Linked DNA regions of Rattus norvegicus: region 2 is linked to region 1. Evidence: chromatin contacts called from public Hi-C data. All regions are on one chromosome and are shown on one strand. Each heading gives the region's core, a stretch centred on a gene start, on an enhancer-like site or on the middle of the called end of the contact. The rest is flanking DNA. Distances are from core to core; before and after follow the strand shown.

What was found. A called contact is a pair of places that touch in the nucleus more often than the background predicts.
Region 2: a Hi-C map of kidney shows a contact between it and region 1, with 5 times the contacts expected there. The contact joins two enhancer-like sites. A contact is called at or near these places in 9 of 12 Hi-C or Micro-C datasets (the A7r5 cell line, the Rat2 cell line, Schwann cells and 5 more).

Annotation. Positions count from the first base shown.
Region 1 is chr8:69,286,127-69,289,789 of GRCr8, forward strand. All of the region lies in intron 17 of Thsd4 (thrombospondin type 1 domain containing 4), which reads right to left. Among named protein-coding and RNA genes, the nearest start is that of Nr2e3, 19 kb to the left of the region's middle. Within about 2 kb of position 1,580, at least 1 of the 93 cell types and tissues checked has an H3K27ac peak or open chromatin away from gene starts, as enhancers often do.
Region 2 is chr8:69,408,943-69,412,605 of GRCr8, forward strand. The region is part of intron 7 of Thsd4 (thrombospondin type 1 domain containing 4); the gene reads right to left. Among named protein-coding and RNA genes, the nearest start is that of Nr2e3, 140 kb to the left of the region's middle. Within about 2 kb of position 1,944, at least 2 of the 93 cell types and tissues checked have an H3K27ac peak or open chromatin away from gene starts, as enhancers often do.

The sequences.
Region 1 (3,663 bases), core at 330-2,829:
AATGAGGGGTGTAAAAATGACCCCAAACATTAAATATGTATTTGGGCTTGACAAAGAATGATAAAGGAAACAGAGACATTTGAGAAATAAGTTGAAGAGCAGTTGAGGAAGATAGCCAATGACACTTGGCCTCCACAAACATGCACACACATGTGCAGAGAGGGAGGTGCAGAGAGGGAGGTGCAGAGAGGGAGGTGCAGAGAGGGAGGTGCAGAAAGGGAGGTGCAGAAAGGGAGGTAGGGATTGGGGGAGAGAGACAGAGACGGGGGTCAGGGAAGGAAGGGAGAGAGGGAGAGAATATATGTTCAAGAATGCCCAGGGATTGTGGGCAGCCTGTGATCCCAGCACTTGAGAGGCTGAAATGTGAAGTTCGGGAGTTCAAGGTCAGCCAGGGTAGCATAGCGAGACCCAGGATGGTCATGCTGAAGACACTGGACAGGGATGACGAACCAGCTATGAGGGCTTCTTCTCACAAAGAGGCCAGGAGAAGATGGCGTGCCGATTTTTAACTCCTGTTACAGTAAGTTTAGCTGGTGCTGCCTACATGGGCAAGCGTGTGAGGTAATTTACCTGAGTATGGGTACCTTACATTGGCTCCACCACGGAAGAAAGTGGCTCCTCCCCAGCCACCACTGATACCATGTGTAGCTCCTTGGTATTCATGCATCCTTCCTCCTCCACCTAGTTTTCTGGTCACTGAACCAGGACCTCACAGATTGGCTAGTCAGGTTAGTCAGCAAACTCAGAGAGCCTCCTGTCTCCCCTTCCCACCGCTGGGGTCACCCAGCTTTTATAAGGGTGCCATGGATCCAAATTCAGATCCTTGAGTGTGTGGAACAAACACTTTACCCACCGAGCCATCTCCCCGGCTCCTGTATGTGGTTTAGTTTTTAAAAGATTTATTTAAATTTTATGTATGAGTGCTCTATCAGCATGCACACCTGCATGCCAGAAGAGGGCATCAGAGCCCATTACAGACGGCTGTGAGCTGTGTGGTTGATGGGAAGGTCCTTCGGGAGAGCAGCCAGTGCTCGTAACCACTAGGCCACTTCTCCATCTCCCATCTCTCTTTAACCACGGTGACACCTAAACTTCAGAAAATAACTCTTGGCCACTTTTTGAAATTGAATTTATGAATTTGTCTATATCACTGGGGAGGACAGCCATGTAAATATATAACGGATGCATTTTCCATTGGTAGACTTGGTTTCCATTTTTTTTTCCTGTTAGAAACAGCAGTCTTGGGCTGGAGAGATGGCTCAGTGGTTAAGAGCACTGACTGCTCTTCCAGAGGTCCTGAGTTCAAATCCCAGCAACCACATGGTGGCTCACAACCATCTGTAATGGGATGCTCTCTTCTCAAGTGTCTGAAGAGAACTACAGTGTTCATATAAATAAAATAAATAAATCTTAAAAACAAACAAACAAAAAAAAAGAAACAGCAGTCTTTTGAGCGAATTTTTAAGTGTTCTTTTTGAGTTTTAAGACACATACAGCCTTATTAGATGTGATGGCTGCCCTCTAAACTATGTGAGGCTATTTGTATTTCTCTTGGCAGAACAGTGGCATTCTATTTTGGGGGTTGGGGAATGGCAGGGCAGTGGGAAGAAGACAGGATCTCACGTAGCCTCAGCTGGCCTTGATCCTGGAGGATGAGAAGTTCTAATCCTCCTGCCTCCGTCTCCAGGGCTGGGGATGGTTCTAGGTGTGTACCACCATGTGTGGTTTATGCCGTGCTGGAGAGCATTCCCGGGGCACTGTGCATGCTGGGCAAGCCCTCGGCTAGCTGAGGTGTAGCAGAACTGTCTTCCACCGTGGGCCGTATTTGTGTCTGTCTAGTGAACGCTAAACTTCCTGTGTGAGGTGAACACATTGTATCAGTGTTTGCCCCTCAGGCTCCCTTTGCTGGGGGCAGCTCTCCTTTTGCCTGTGAACTTAACAAGCTCTCACCACAGATCCCTGTCCTTACTGGTTGCCATGTTGCTAGCTTCTTCTCTAAGCTTGTAGCTCCTCTTGGCACTTCTTTTATGATGTCACGTGATAACTGGTCACTTGACGTTTTAATTTATTGGTATCGTAGTATTTTCCCTTGTGACCACTCTGGGGTTTTCCTTTAAGAAATTCTTCCTTATTCTAAGGTAAAACATTTCCCTCCTCAAAGTCCTTTCTTAAAGTTTAAAATTTCTGATTACATTTATTTCCTTAATTCTCCAGGAACTGGGGAGTGTGTGTGAGCATATGTGCCTGTGTGCTTATGTGTGTGTGCTTATGTGTGTGTGTGTGTGTGTGTGTATGTGTGTGTGTACTTGTGTGTGTGTGTATATGCGTGTGTGTGTATTGAGAGGCAGGGATTCTCTGTCTTTCCATCTATGTAAGCATAGATGAACTGTTTGATTATCATTGAACAGCTCACCCTTTCCCTAGACTCCTATGCGAACTCCACCACAGACCAAGCTTCTTTGGTTTATTTGAGGACGTCCTGTTGTCTGCTTTTACCTGCTCACCTCTCCCTGAGCCGGCCGCATGCCTTTGTCTGTGGCAGAATAAGTCCCCCAATACTCTTATCCTCAAGATTTCTCTGGATTTTCTGTGCTGTTATTTGATATAAACAGTTTGGTATATCTGATTCATATTCGATATATCCCATTTAAAAGATCCTGAGTGGATCTTGACTGACATCGTGTCAGTGCTGAGAAGATGCCACCATGTAAGTGCGAGGACCTGGGTTTGAGTCTCAGGCCTTACACGGAAGCACTGTGCATGTAGTGTGTGCTGTAATCCCAGGGCTGGGAGGGTGCGACAGGTGGATCTCTGAAGTTTGCCGCTAGCCACCCGACTCAGCCAAGCACAGCGCGGTGACAGGCACTGAAGGGTTAAAATTTCTAAAAGTTAGTCATGAACAAAGTCCAGACATGCCTGAGAGAATTTGAGATAGGGCTCACTGGCCCGACTATCAACTCCCAAGGACACTGGCCATCTGGAGCCACCCCCTCCCCTTCCTTCACTCCCTGAGGATGGGTCATCCCCCTGCTGCAGTGAGATGAGTTGCCCTGCCCACATTGCTGAGATGCTAGATTACACGTATGCTTTGTTGATGTAACTCCGTGCCAAAAGTAACTGTGCACCCTTTGTATTAGCCAATTATGTGTATTCACACGAAACCCCTGGTTTTCCCTATATAAGCTCCTGCCTAGAGAGGCTCGGGGCTTGACTCAATCTCCTGTGTGAGATACGTGTCAGCCCGAGATCTCGTAAATAAAACTGCCTTTTGTTGATTACATCAAGACCGGCTTCTCGTGTTTCCTGGGGGTACCTCAACCCGTGACTGGAGCGAGAGTCTCCCCAAGTCTGGGGGTCTTTCAGCACTAACTCAAATGAATAAAGGAAAAGGAGGGGGAGGGTAAAGGAGAAGAGATGCAAGAAAAAACTTGTAACACATCTTAGGAAAAAAAATGCTACAATCAGTATAAAGGACTCTGTAGGCGGGAGGCCTCAAAAGTAAATATCGATAGAATTCCCATGTCTGGGTCACGCACATCAGCTATTTACTTATTTGTCTTGGCAACACCACACAGCTGAAGTGATTTGAATTTGGATCATCAATTGCTCCTTGCCTTGCTTTTGAAAAGGTTGCATTAAAACGCAACACTGAAAAAGTAAGTT
Region 2 (3,663 bases), core at 694-3,193, 120 kb after region 1:
ACACCAAAACACGGTGTTTGAGTGTGACCGAAGGACTGCAGAAAGATGCCGGGGGAGGGGCAGCTGGGGAAGGCACTGGGTGCTCAGATCTTTCAGTGGTGTCTTTTGGGAAACAGTCATCTCCACCACCGGGATGCTCTCCTTTGGACAAGGAATTATTTGTCACAGTTCCCACTGTGACACAAAACCAGTCAACTGTCCTGCTTCAGGCAGGGGTTCTCAACTGTTCCACAGCCAGCTCTGGACCCTCCTTCCAGGGAAGGAATCTTTCTGCCAGAGGCAGTTTCACTGCTCTGCTTATTCTCATTGAACCGGGCTGGTGTCAGGCTGAACAGACAGGCTAACGGAGGAGGACATCTCAGAGTCTTCTGAGGGCCAAGAGAGCTCTAAGACAGGCACATGTCCAAATCTTGGGGTAACTGTTTTAGTTTAGATTCACTGTATTAGATGCAAAGGGGCTCTACTTGGCTTCTCATTTAGATGCTAAGAACAGCCTCCTGCCAATTGCAAACTCAGTAAATATGAGCAGAATGACTAGAGGTCCGTCTGTACGTCCATCACCGTATTGTCCTACTTCTTATTCCCCAGGGAGGCTTCTCTTGTGCCCTAGCAGGACAAGCAGCTCATAGAGGCAAAGTGGAGGATTTCCTACAGTTGTAGGGACATCAGGGCCAACTCTCTCTCAGATCTCTCAGGGTGTCTTGGTTAGGGTTTCTATTGATGCAATGAAACGTAATGACCGAAAACAAGTTGCAGGGGTGGGGGTGGAGAAATGGCTTATACTTCCACATTCAGTCCATCACTGAAGGCTGGGACAGGAACTCAAGAGCTGAAATCTTGAGGCGGGAGCTGGTGCAGAGGCCGTGGAGGGGGGCTGCTTACTGGCTTGCTCACTATGGCTTGCTCAGCCTGTTTCCTTACAGAATCCAGGGCTACCAGCCTTACAGCTGGATATGATGGAGGCATTTTTCTCAACTGATTCCCTCCTTTCAGATGAGTCTAGCTTGTGTCAAGCTGAAATAAACTACCCAGCCCAGAGATACAAAACCGTCAAACGTGAGAGCAATCAAACAGCCATCAAAGATGTCTGAGAAACTTTACCAAGATCGATGGCCGTTTCTTCATGTGTGTCAGTTTTCTTCACAGTCCAAGGGTCACCTGGGGACCACTGGAAGCACTGTCACCTGGTTGAGTGTGACAGTTGTAAAGCACCGGGCCCCGCTGCGGATGTGCTCAGAAGGAAGCTGTGTTTGAACAGGGCTGCCAGAGACTCATGTACACACACACACCCCTCCCCACTGAAGTGGGGTTGGGCCTAGCACACCTCAGCTCAACCCCTGCCTCCTGCTTGGCTCCTGTGTAACCTCGGATGAGGTAGTGTTTACCCCAGGCATTCTCATATTTACTACGGGGATGGAAACCACACAGGGTTGATAACACAATATTAAAGGGACCACAGTTACAAAACTACTGATGGGGTTAGGGGAAGAGAATCTGGACTAGTCAAAGGCCTACTGAATATTTTTCTGGTTATCTTGGTGTGGTCTCCTCTAAAATACTGCCTTTCCAGGTGTGCAGTATGTCTGCGGTTCCCGTGTGCCTTCCAGTGTATTTTAAAATCAAAATCCTGCCTTGAACCAGGAGAGGAAACTTTTTGCAGCACTGCCCTGAGTGGAGGAAGATACAGCTCAATTGGGGAAGCCCTCATTCTGAACCGAAAGCCATTTCCCACTGTTCCCGGCAGGTACAGTACACGCCACAGGAAACACTGGAAAGTCTCACTCGGGGGAGTTTCTTTTTAATGTTCAGAAGACATTTACTACACCCCTTAGTACCATTCCCAGCCTGGCTTCTATGGTCCTCATAAGAGACTTCTGCACTCCTTACAGCCTTCAGCAAGCTCTCTGGGAGGCTGTTATGGGCTATGTGATATCTGTGTCCCTCTAAAAGCTAATCTTACTTCTTGTTTAGTGAAAGGCCTGCCACTTGCAGCCAAGGGTATGGAAATACAGCCTAAGCTGAGCTCAACTTGGATTTTCTCCAAAGAAGTCATTTCAGAAGTACCGGCCCTTGGCTGCCTGGGGACCTAGAAAACCCAGAGCTGAAAGTCATCATCTTGGTTTATGCTACACAGGGAGTTTATGCTACACAAACTCACAGAGGCTAAACACCTGCCTCCCAAGAACCCGTCCTTTGGACAAGCAATTCACTGCTGAGAAGCAGCCAGTGACGGTGGCTCTCCTGGGACACTAGCTATCATCCTGTAACACCCAGGTTGGTATTTTCCTTTTCTTCAATGATCACCTAAATAAACTGAGTTCTAGGGACAATGCACAGAAAACTTGGACAGATTAGGATTATTGTCCACCTCAGCAACAAGATAGTCACCTAAGGTGACACCTCCCCCTTCTCAAACACCAGACCCAGCATTCAAAAAGTTTGTACCCAATTACAGGTACAGGAAAGTGGGTGGGGAGATGGCTCAGTTGGTAAGAGTTGCCATGCAACCACAAGTGCTGAGGGGTTATTATGGGTACTGAGTTCAATCCCCAGCAACCACTAAAAAACAAACATGAAGCTGGGTGTGATGTTATCTAATCCCAGTACTGGGGAGGTGGAGAAAGGAGGTTCCTTCAGCTTCACAGGCCACTCACCCTGGCTGAATCAATGAGCCCCAAGATACTGTGTCTCAACAAACCAAGTGAATGGTGGCCGAGGAATGACCTCGGTTTCCACACTCATGAGAACACACACACACACACACACACACACACACACACACCTGCATACACAGCAGTGTGAATAAATGTGCATATACATAGATGAGGGAGGGAGGGAGGGAGGGAGAGAAAGAGAGAGGAGACAAATTGTCCATTGGTGTGGTTTGTGTATAAAATGTCCCTCCCAGCTCATGGGTTGAAAGGTTGGTCCCAGTATAGCCGTATTCAGATGGGGAATCTAGGAAGTGACTAGATCATGAGAGTTCTGATGACATAGGTTAACACATTTGCCAATAGATAAGTCCTTAAGGATTCCTAGCCTGATGAGCTACTGGAAGACTGTGAGCCCACAGAAAAATACACACAGTGGGTGGAAATTACGACATTGTGGGCCACTGTGTTCAGAAGAGACTGTTCATCCAAACAATGCAGTCTCCATTCTTAGATTTATGTGGAGCTTATGATGATGTCCCAGGACAGAGGTACTTGGAACTAGGGTGTATTTTCTATCATTAACAGCAACAGGATATACAATAAAATGTCCCTCTAAAACAGCGGAAACTATGAAGTATTTAGGATGTTAGCTCATGTACAGTAGATAATATCTTCATGGGAAACAGCACAAAAGTCTTCTCATAGGACATAAATACCTAAGGGGGTAAATTCCTGGATTTGTCTATTTCCAATCTTGCAGAGTCAGTCCTTCAGACCTCCTTCAGGAAGCCCCCTACTGTCCCCTCTCGGTGCCCAGGGACCACGTCTGTGCCACCCTAATTCCATGTCCTTCTCTCCCCTTCCCTTCATCATTCTGCTCCCTTGTCCTGACTGTGAGCTCCCTGCAGGCAGACACCGATTCTTCCTCACTTTGTAGGTCAAGCTTCTCGATCAGGAACCCAGCTAGTGACTGTTCATTACATGCATGAATAAAAGAGACATGGATTCA